Linked DNA regions of Sus scrofa: region 2 is linked to region 1. The links are chromatin contacts, called in public targeted proximity ligation maps. All regions are on one chromosome and are shown on one strand. The core of a region is the stretch at or near the end of the contact, and the rest is flanking DNA. Distances in the headings are between cores, read along the strand shown. Region 1 holds the start of ENSA (alpha-endosulfine). Region 2 overlaps ECM1 (extracellular matrix protein 1).

The links.
Region 2: a contact with region 1 is called in a targeted proximity ligation map of skeletal muscle. A contact is called at or near these places in 7 of 47 Hi-C or Micro-C datasets (brain, embryonic fibroblasts, heart right ventricle and 2 more) and 2 of 2 datasets of targeted methods (alveolar macrophages and skeletal muscle).

The regions. Positions count from the first base shown.
Region 1 is chr4:98,525,653-98,530,964 of Sscrofa11.1, forward strand. ENSA (alpha-endosulfine) reads left to right here and starts at 2,250. Exons shown (of 4, transcript XM_021089895.1): 1 at 2,250-2,449; 2 at 4,126-4,251. The coding sequence starts at 2,396.
Region 2 is chr4:98,612,003-98,617,314 of Sscrofa11.1, forward strand. ECM1 (extracellular matrix protein 1) reads right to left here. Exons shown (of 23, transcript XM_021089909.1): 22 at 5,123-5,210; 23 at 3,774-4,413. The coding sequence ends at 4,183. Among named protein-coding and RNA genes, the nearest start is that of ECM1, 18 kb to the right of the region's middle.

The DNA of each region.
Region 1 (5,312 bases), core at 1,000-3,499:
GCCTGGATATCGCCACCAAATGGCTCACTGGCTTTTAAAAAGTCAATGTTTTCAAAATTGAACACCTCATTTTCGTCTGCTTCCAATTCCATTTCCAACTTGACTTCTATTTTTAAGTTCATTGTTTCTACACCTTAAGGCACATGGCCTCCTCAGCCCCTATGTTCAATCATCTGCTAACCTAGTAGATTCCATTGCCGTAGACTCTCTCAATTAGGTTTATTGTTTTCTATTCTAAACTACCATGTTTCTAGTTTAAATCCTATCTCCCACTTAAGAGTATCACAATGGACTCCTGGCTGGACTGTCTAGTATCTCTCTACCTAGAATTCTAAATGATTTTTATTCATTACCACTAGGTTAATCTTCCTAATGAACTGTTCTGATCTGCGATCTCTGGTCTAAAACCCTGAAATCTCTCTCCTGTTTTATTAAATTATTCACTTATTTTTTGTTTTGTTTTTCATTTTTTATTTTTAGGGCCATACCTGCAGCATATGGAAATTCCCCAGGCTAGGGGTTGAATCAGAGCTATAGCTGCCAGCCTACACCACAGCCACAGCAACTCAGGATCCATGCTGCATCTGTGACCTATACCAAAGCTCATGGCAACACAGGAACCTTAACCCTCTGAGTGAGGCCAGGGACTAGACCCTCGTCCGCGTGGATACTAGTCATGTTGGTTACCGCTGAGCCACAACGGGAATGCCGCCACTTCTTTATCCTGGCATTCAAAGCCCTCCAGGTTCTGGACTCAATTCTATTTTTTTGGCCTTCATGCTGACCCCATCACCTAGAATACCCTTTCTTCCTTCACCTTTACCTGGCAAACTTCTAAATTCTTTAAAGCTGTTCAAATACTCACCTCCATCACAAAGTTTTTTGTTTTTGTTTCTGTTTTGGCAGGGACTCTGAACCTTCCTTTGAACCCCTATACCACTTTTATTAACAGTTTTATTTTAATGCTGACCAGACTTTGCCTCATATGATAAAAGCTGTGTTTTCTATGCTTCTCAAACTTTTCCATTAGAAGTATATCTAATTATACAGAAAAAATGAACGGAAAGCCCCAGGGCTGTCACAATAGGCTGCCTGGAATATTAATTTTTTTTTAGGGCCACACCCACTGCCCACGGAACTTCCTATGCTAGGGGTTGGATCCGAGCTTTAGCTGCCAGCCTATGCCACAGCCACAGCAATGTGGGGTCTGAGCTATATCTGCGACCTACACCACAGATCACAGCAACCCCGGATCTTTAACCCACTGAGTGAGGCTAGGGATCGAACCCGCATCCTCATGGATCCTGGTCAGGTTTGTTACCACTGAGCCACAACAGGAACCCCAAAATTAAATTTTAATGTGAATTTTTCAGTGTTATTATTAGACTGTTTTAATACTTAAATATGCTTTTTGACCAACACTCTAGGAAGATATGTCTATTTAACCTCAAGGATTTAGGGTACACCTGGCACTCTGTGAAAAACCTAACCCTCCCCACATGCCCACTAAACTAAGCTTTCTAGAGCAGACACTGCCTTACTACATATGTATCCCCTGTAAAAACAATACAGTGCCATCTACAGATGCTAAAAAAATACGGTTGAACTCTGACCCAGGATAGGTTAGCAAGTGTTAACTGTATTTACTAAATGTTTACCATGTACCTAGACATTTGTTGTTTCAAAAGAAGCTTATTCTTCATGGGACGACCCTGAACAAGTAAAAAAAACTGTACATAAAAGTAAAACCACGGAATGTAAGCCATCTGTGTTCTGCAAGGCGACTCAGTCTCTCCACATGGCAAGTGACACACTGGAGTAGTGTGGAGTACCACTTTAAAGTCCACTCTGACCTCTAAATTAATTTCTGGAGATTGATCATTTTCTGCTAACACTGAGCAAAGTTTAATCCTCTTTAACTGACAATAAAAGGCTTACATCCTCTCGCCCTGCATTTTGAAGCCCAGCAAAGCCTACTGCGCGCGGGGCGGTGGAGCGGAGGAAGCCTGACCCCACCAGAGCAGCAAAAAAAAAAAAAAAAAAAAAAAAAAAACCTAGCCGTACCGCCCCCTAACAGCCCCCACGGGTTTCCAATTGGTCCCTGTGGTTCATTCCCTTGGCAGATTGGCCTTCCAGCTTGCCCGTCGCTTCCACAGACCCCACATTTAGCTAGCAACTATTGGTAGATCGTTACGTCATTGCCCCATCTATCCTGCTCCCATTGGCTCGCACATGAAGGGGCGGTCATAACGTCACAGGCAAGAGCCGCCATTTTGACTGAGCAACCCTAGTGACAGGAGCCGAACAAGCCGCGCAGGTTGTCCCGTGTCCCCTCCCCCTTCCCTTCTCCAGTTGACTTCCCGGGTCCCCTACACTCCACAGTCCCGGCCCCGCCATGTCCCAGAAACAAGAAGAGAACCCTTCGGAGGAGACCGGCGAGGAGAAGCAGGTGAAATGGAGGGGGTGCGGGCGGGCAAGCTGGGCGACCGTGATGGGGCGGGAGACGATCTCCCACCGGTGCGGATTGGTCGCCATGGTCTCCGGCTCTGCAGGGGTTGGCCGCTTCTTGCGTCGTGCAGGGTGAGCCTCAACAAGGCCTGCTGCTTTGGCGCTGGTTAGTTGGGTGGCTTGTCATTCAGTGTTGTAACCTTTCTGATTGGCCAATGGGTCTTCGGCTCAGCCCTTTGGAGCTGTACTATAATTGGCCGAGCCTGGGCGCGGGGCGGGTGTTTGGAAAGACTCGGTGAATGAAAGGGGGCTGGTGGTCCCAGGATTCTGTGTGTTACTGGTTAGTAGGGGTAAAATGACCCAACATCTAGGCAGGGGCCCGCATTCTAAATCCTCAGAAGATACAGGTCGAGGGAAAGAAGTTTAAAAAGGACCACATTGGGAGAAGGGAGAAGCGGAATTATTATCATGGCTAGTTTAAGACAGCAACTTTCTCGAGAGACCTATTTTGACCACTGGGGATGGCCTGTTGCCCACCTTCAAAGAAGACCGAATAAGATTGAAGAGGACTAGGGCTCTGAACAGAATCACGGAGGTTAATCCTAGAAAAGACACCGAGACAGTAATGACAAAGAAAGACGCCACAATATTCTCCCCAGACTTCCAACTCAGGGGGACTTAGTTCACCCGCAGTTATGCGATGAAAACACGTCAACCTCTTTGGAGATTTGTATTTGACATAACATTTAGTATTGGACTCGGGGATTCATGATATATACCTGGTGTTGTATCTGCCAGTTTTCCAAGAGAAGTGAAAGTAAATCCATTTTAAAAAGAGCCACAGATTGGCTTCAAATCTTTTTTGAAAAGTCACTAAAGAAAAGGGCAGCAGGGCCCACGAAAAGTAAGAAGAGTAACAACGCAGTAAGAGCCCCTGCAAGCTAATTGGGCTCTTGGCATGTTACCCAAACTTCCATCACTTGCCCCACTAGGAAAGATGTTGATTTTTTAGCAAAGCTGGTGGGTAAATGCTAGTGGACCTACTGTATCATGATTTTCCTGAAGTTAAAAACTGTCATTTTAATCCGTTTACTTGTCACCTTCCTATGACAATGTTTATGGAATTGCTGAAGCAATGCTGTCTTGTTACTAAGGTGAAGATTTCTGGAGAAGGCCACAGAGTTATGCTCCTCCAAAGAGAGACTTTTCAGATAACCAGCTTAGAAGGGAACATCTCAGGAGAGTTATCCACTTTGATATCCCATTTGACCTGTATTACGTGTTAGGGACAGCCAAGGAACTTTCCTGTTCATCTTGTATCACCAGAAGCCCTGCTAGCTTTCTCTCTGTCTTTCCTAGCTTCATGTTGAATGAGCTATGACTCGCTCCTTGATTCAAGTATCGTGCTTATATATTACCTTTAACCCAGTACTCACAGGTCACTGGTGTGGTTCCTTGGGTGTAGTGTGAGAAGGAGCATATCTTTCTCTTCTCACAATACAGTCATCTTGGGCTTTAGGGATTTGAACAAAGGTTAGCTTCATTTAAAAATAGAGTGGAGATAGCATATTTACAAGTGGGTAGATCTCCAGGAAAAGGTAAGAGTATAAAAGTTATCAGTATTAGAAGCAGTTGCTTCTCAGTGTTTAATTTTATTGGCCCATTTGTTTCCTCCAGGACACGCAGGAGAAAGAAGGTATTCTCCCTGAGAGAGCCGAGGAGGCAAAGCTAAAGGCCAAATATCCAAGCCTAGGACAAAAGCCTGGAGGCTCCGACTTCCTCATGAAGAGGCTCCAGAAAGGGGTATGGGGCATAATATCTTACCCTCTTTGGAGCCACAGAAAGCCTTAGGGATGAGACCTATGGACGTTGTAGTGAATACTGATTTGGAGGTTTTGTTTGGGGGAAGTAGTAGAGAAGAATTAGAAACTTGGAAAAACAAGGCAGATACTGTAAATACCTGATAAGTTATCAGCTATCTTCTGATCTCCCCTGTAGGAAATTAGGGCTTAATGTAGGGGCATTTGGGCACAAGGTTGGGGGAGTGAGGAAAGGATGTTAGAGTCTGGAATGCTGACAGTTTCCAGACATTTGCCTGTTTAGATGGTGGGAGTTTTAGGACTACACATTTAGGATTTGAGCTAAATTTTAGGATGCACCATTTCAGAAAAAGATCAGACCATCTGTCCTGCAGATTTCCTCAACTTGATATGAATAGCAGATTTCTTCAGACATTTGAAGAGATTTATTTTTCCTGTCCAGTGTGGTCCTTCTCACCAAGGGAGAATCTTACCCTCATAGCCATCTAGCTCCTGATCAGGTTTCTCAGTCCCCAGACGTACCTAAAGCTGACTAAGGGATCGTAAGTCATTAACCTGGAGGGTGTTTCTCCGTGAGGATGAAATGGAGAGGGAAACAGATCCCTGTGGAGAATCCCAGTTATTGTGTCTTAGTCACAGATGATAATGTGATGCTGATTTGCTGCTTACCTTGCTGTCGGCAAGGCAGGCGTGGGCAGGCTGTCACAGCCATGGAACATGTGTGGGAGTGGTAGGAGTCAGAGGAAAGTACATTATCCTCATGAACAAGCCCAGTTTCTATTCATAGTCTGAGAGAATAATTTTTAATTTTGAGGTTTAGTTTGAGACTGATCTGCTGATAGCCCCAGATCGACCCTTCTATGTATGTTACTCATTTCTGCTCCCACAACACCAAGCCCACTAGAGGCTAATAGGTCCTCAGTAAGCCTTTATGAATAGTCAGTAATTTGGTTGAACCTTCCTGTACTCGTGGGGCTACAAAGGATGTAGGAGCTGTCTCTTAACTCCAAAAATATGTACTCTAGCTGGGAAATTGCTTATATA
Region 2 (5,312 bases), core at 1,224-3,723, 87 kb after region 1:
CCTGGAAATTTCCATATGCTGCAGGTGTGGCCTTAAAAAGAAAAAAAAAAGGAAGCCTTTATGTGGCAAGCAGGTGATGGGGACAGACCTCTGAGGTGAGTACTTCAGCTAAGGGATGGTCTCCAGTCTGGAATAAAAGGGCAAGACTTTGAGTTTTAAAAGATTTAATTTATTGAGAGAATGGAAATAAAATGCCATATCTACTTTTTTTTTTTTTCTTGTCTGGCCTACACCACAGCCACAGCAATACCAGATCCTTAACCCACTGAGCAAGGCCAGGGATTGAACCTATGTCCTCATGGATATTAGTCAGATACGTTTCTGCTGAGCCATGATGGGAACTCCCCATGTCTACTTTTATTTACTGTACCAAAGAACAGAACAGAAAGCAGCCTGTCTTGAAACCCTCATCTTTGAATCAGTCTAATTACCCAACTTCTCTCCCACACCCAGATGGCTAAACACTCACTGCTGGAGGAAATCTCGTAATTCTGCAGACTTATGCCAATGCACATTTATGGTTTCTAATCCCAGTTGGGTCTTTAACACTACTTGGCGACTCTTACTTAAACACTCACACCCAGTTCTCACAATGACCATTCCAACTCTTCTGTAATGATTCTTTGAGCTTTAAGCTTTAAGAGTTTTCAGAGTTCCCGCTGTGGGTCAGTAGGTTAAGGACCTGGCCTTGTCTCTGTGAAGATGTAGGTTCAACCTCTGGCCTCAGTCAGTGGGTTTAGGATCTAGTGTTGCTGCAGTCTGCAGCATAGGTCGAAGATGTGGCTCAGATCCAGTATTGCCATGACTGTGGTGTAGACCGGCAGCTGCAGCTCCAATTCAACCCCTTGCCCAGGAACTTCCATATGCTCCAAGTGTGGCTGTAAAAAGAAAAAAAAAATTCATGTGTTAGAAGAAAAATTGCACATTTTAATCCACATCCTCCAGGGTTTTTATTGTTTTTCCCTCTGCTTGTGCTCTTGACAGTCTTATTTATTTGTTGGCCTGGATAGTTCTTTCTTTCTTTTTGTCTTTTGTCTTTTTATGGCCACACCCTCAGCATATGGAGGTTCCCAGGCTAGGGAATCAGAACTGTAGCTGCCGGCCTACACCACAGCCACAGCAATGCTTGTTCCTTAACCCACTAACCGAGGGCCAGGGGATCGATCCCGAATTCTCATGGATACTAGTCAGGTTCGTTAACCACTGAATCACGGCAGGAACTCCAAGGACAAATTTTTTTTATTAATGATTTTTATTTTTTCCATTATAGTTGGTTTACAGGTTTACATATTCTTTATAACCAGAACTTAGCACTCTGCTCAACACAAAGCAAATACTGTTTACTTTAACTGAAATTTGCATACACCCAGTGCATTGTTCATCCTCTCTTTCAGCAAAATCCTACTCAAGCTTGCATTTCCCAGGCCCCTCCAAGTAGTTAGTCTCTGACTCTTTTATCTGAACCTAGTACATTTTATTTTACTTTTTTTTTTTTTTTTTTTTCGCTTTTCATGGCCACACTTGCAGCATATGGAGGTTCCCAGGCTAAGGGTCCAATCCGAGCTACAGCTGCTGGCCTACACCACAGCCACAGCAACATCAGATCCGAGCAGTGTCTGAGACCTACACCACAGCTCACCAACGCCATATCCTTAACCGACTAAGCGAGGCCAGGGATGGAACCAGCAACCTCGCGATTCCTAGTTGGATTCTTTTCCACTGTGCCACTACGGTAACTCCTTATTTTACTTTTTTTTCTTCCAGTTTTCTTGAGATATAATTGACAAACAACACTATATTGAATTTAATGTTTTAGGTTTATGCAACTGAATGCAACTGAATTGCCTTAAATATTAACACTTTCACCTTTTGGTATCTAACTTTCGTATCCATGCTTCTGGGCTCCATCAAAAGCCTCCTCCATTTAATAATTCACCTGAGGATTTCCCTGGCGGCTCAGCGGGTTAAGTATCCTGCGTGGTGACTGCTATGGCTCTGGTTACTGCGTTGGCCGTATACTCAACCCCTGGCCCCACATGCCCTGGGTTGTGGCCAAAAAAAACCCAAGAAAGTTCGCCTATTCCTAGAGAGAATTACTTCTTTAAATTCTCGCTCATGATGCCTTTACCTCTTTAGCGCTTGACGTTCTTTTATTATAGCTGCTTACTGTTGCTTTCCTGGCTTCCCTCCTCTTCACCCCGATACATTCTAAACTCCTCGGGGCTGGGACAGTGGTCCAACTGGTCTGACTCCCTCTCCAGAGCGGGCCCTGCGCTTTGCAAATACAGTCTCCGGGAAGCTGCTGGAGAGCCCGTTACAGGTGCCTCTGCTGGCGGATCCTTCCAGCGGCTGGGATCCCGCCCAGAAAGCTGGTTTGGACTCAGACAAGGAGGGCAGACGGAGTGGATAGAGGCGGGGACTGAGTCGGCCCCCGCCTCTAATCTCCCAGTCCCCACCTCCCAATCCTCTGCTCCTAGACCGGCGGTTGGAAAGGAGCCAGAGATCTGCGCAGGCCCGCTGACGCTCTTCGAGAGAGCCCAGAGGAGTTGCTAGCGCAGGGGCCGGGGCGCGGCGCCGGTCTCGCTCGTTGTCCCCTTTGCTGACGGAGAGGCGGAAGGGCTGCTAAAACTCTGCCTGGTTAGAAACCGCTGTGCAGGCAAATGTAAATAAGCAAATAAATAAAAGGGGGTGGAGCAGCCAGGGAGGGAACCGCGGGTGTCGGTCTTAGCTGGGGCGGGACAGCAGTCCTGATTTCACCCTCTTTCTCTGTAACCTGGCCCGAGGAGTCCAGCTTTCTGGAAAGTTGTCCAGACAGCAGAATCAGAGAAGACTCGTCCCCGCAGGACCTGCGTCTTCATTCAAGGTCTTTTAGCTCCAGGCTGGAGTCTCCGGTTTCCTGAAGGGCAGCCTTGAAGGGCCGAAGGGTCCCACCGTCCTGTGGTGTCGCTCTGGTCTGGCTACTGCGCCCTCCCCTCAGGCACTGGCATGATACTGTGAGAACTGGCCTCCCAGGTTCCTGCCTGGCAGTCTGCCTACTAGACATTGTAAAACGCAAATCTGAACACATCCTCTGCTTGAAACCGCCGGATGAGTCAGATGAGCCCAAGGTCATGGGCTCCTGCTGAACTTTCCGGCCACATCTGGGAGAAATGACCCCTAGAGTCAGGTCCTTTCAGCCTTTGTGCTCCTGCAAGAGTTGCCCCTTCACCTGGGCTGTACTTCACCTTGTACCTCTACTTTCCTCCTGGAGAAGCTCCAACCTTCCCAGGGCAGAGGCCTTCCCTGATGCACTGGTTCTGCCCCCAGCCCGGGTTTGGTTATCAGGTGCTCCGGAGCCTTCCGGCACTCTGACAGCCCTGATGAACCTGATGGTAGGAACTGTGTGTTTCTTTTCTCTCTCTTTTTTTTTTTTTTTTGTCTTTTTGCCTTTTCTGGGGCCGCTCCCACGGCATATGGAGGTTCCCAGGCTAGGGGTCTAATCGGAGCTGTAGACGCCAGCCTACGCCAGAGCCACACAACGTAGGATCCAAGCCGAGTCGGCAACCTACACCATAGCTCACAGCAAAGCCGGATCCTTAACCCACTGAGTGAGGCCAAGGATCAAACCCGCAACCTCATGGTTCCTAGTCGGATTCATTAACCACTGAGCCAAGACGGGAACTCCAGAACTGTGTGTTTCTTGAATGTTTTTCCCCCTGCAGTCTAGCACAGTGTGCATGGATAGGAGTTAAACCAATGTATATACTCAATGAATAAACACATAGACACCAGGATCAAAAGTGAAGATTTTAAAATGTCAGGCAGGGCTGTGGCATTTTGGGGTCTCACCAAAGACATGAATCATATCCTTTTCACATCTGAATTCTGATAGCCAGATAACAAAGTGACATTCCTTTTAAATATGTGAATAAATTCAAGACGACAAATACTAAAGTTAAGCTGTTTAGTTATGGTCCCAATAGCCTGTGGAACAACTTCTGCTCAGTTAGTGGGGGTGGGGCAGTGGGCCTCAGGGGCCAGTCACTAAAGAAAATTTGGGCAGGCTTAGGAGGGTGTGTTTGTGTGTGATGTTACAGACAATAATGAGGCCAAATCCAAGAGGTGTTTACTGTAATGAATATTCCAGGAGGGTGGGGTGGGGTGGGGTTCCCCCAATCTGATCCTCCAAGGCTCTGGGGTGACTCACTCTTCCTTGGGCTCAAGGGTGGGGCTGATATTTGTTCCCTGAGTTGGGCCCTGCTCCCCCTGGCCCTTGGCATCCCTAGTGTCTCCAGCCACTACAGCCACATTCCTCAGATAATTAACGTTGAAGCAGTTGACCTGTTCATCCCCAGGACTCAGTTTACAGCAATGGGCAGAGTCTCGCCAGAACTTTCTTCGGGGGCCACACAGGTTGTCGATAAAGGCTGCTTTCTGGTGAAGGAGTAAAGCAGAGATGATAGAGGGGAGCATTGTCAGAGGGCAGGCATGGTTACTTGGGTGCCCAAAGTCCCCCTTCCTCAGCTTCCTTTTTTTTTTTTTTTTTTTTTTTGCTTTTTTGGGCCACACCAGCAGCATATGGAGGTTCCCAGGCCAGAGGTCGAATCAGAGCTACAGCTGCCAGCCTACACCACAGCCACAGCCACAGCCACACACGATCCGAGTCGCATCTGCGACCTACACCACAGCTCATGGTAAGGCTGGATCCGTAACCTACTGAGGCAAAGCCAGGGATTGAACCCGCAACCTCATGGATACAAGTCGGATTCGTTTCTGTTGCACCACAATGGGAACTCCTTCTCTCAGCTTCTAATGCTCTCTCCTTGGATCCCTTCTTGGGGCCCAGACAGCGTGCAAGGCTGCCTTCCAGAACTAGATTCCTTGTGATGGACAGATGGGAACATCTGGAAATGCCAGAAGCTAGAGGCTCAGAGGAGGGATATTGGGAACTTAGAGGCGGGGGAGTAGGTCAGGTCAGGAATGAAGACTTCTGAAACCAAGAAAGAAGATCTTTCCACTAGTCTTCTTTCTTTCTGTGGACTGGTTTGAGGAACTAAAAGAAGGGGTAGCCTGCAGTCCCAGCCCTCTCACTCCCCTCCTCTGCATTCTTTTGGAGGCTATGACCCCCTGCCCTCATACTCACCTCCTCCTCAGCACAGCAGGCTTGCTCTGGAAACGGCACATCACAGCATCGGACTGTCATGTTCTGGATCAGCCCAGGAATCTGCTTACTATGTTGGTAGGAAAAGGGCAGAAGTCAGGGTCTCTGGGGTGTCCCCAGGCATCAAAATGGTGCCTGGAGGCCATAATTTTGTTCTTCCCAAGAGTGCCCC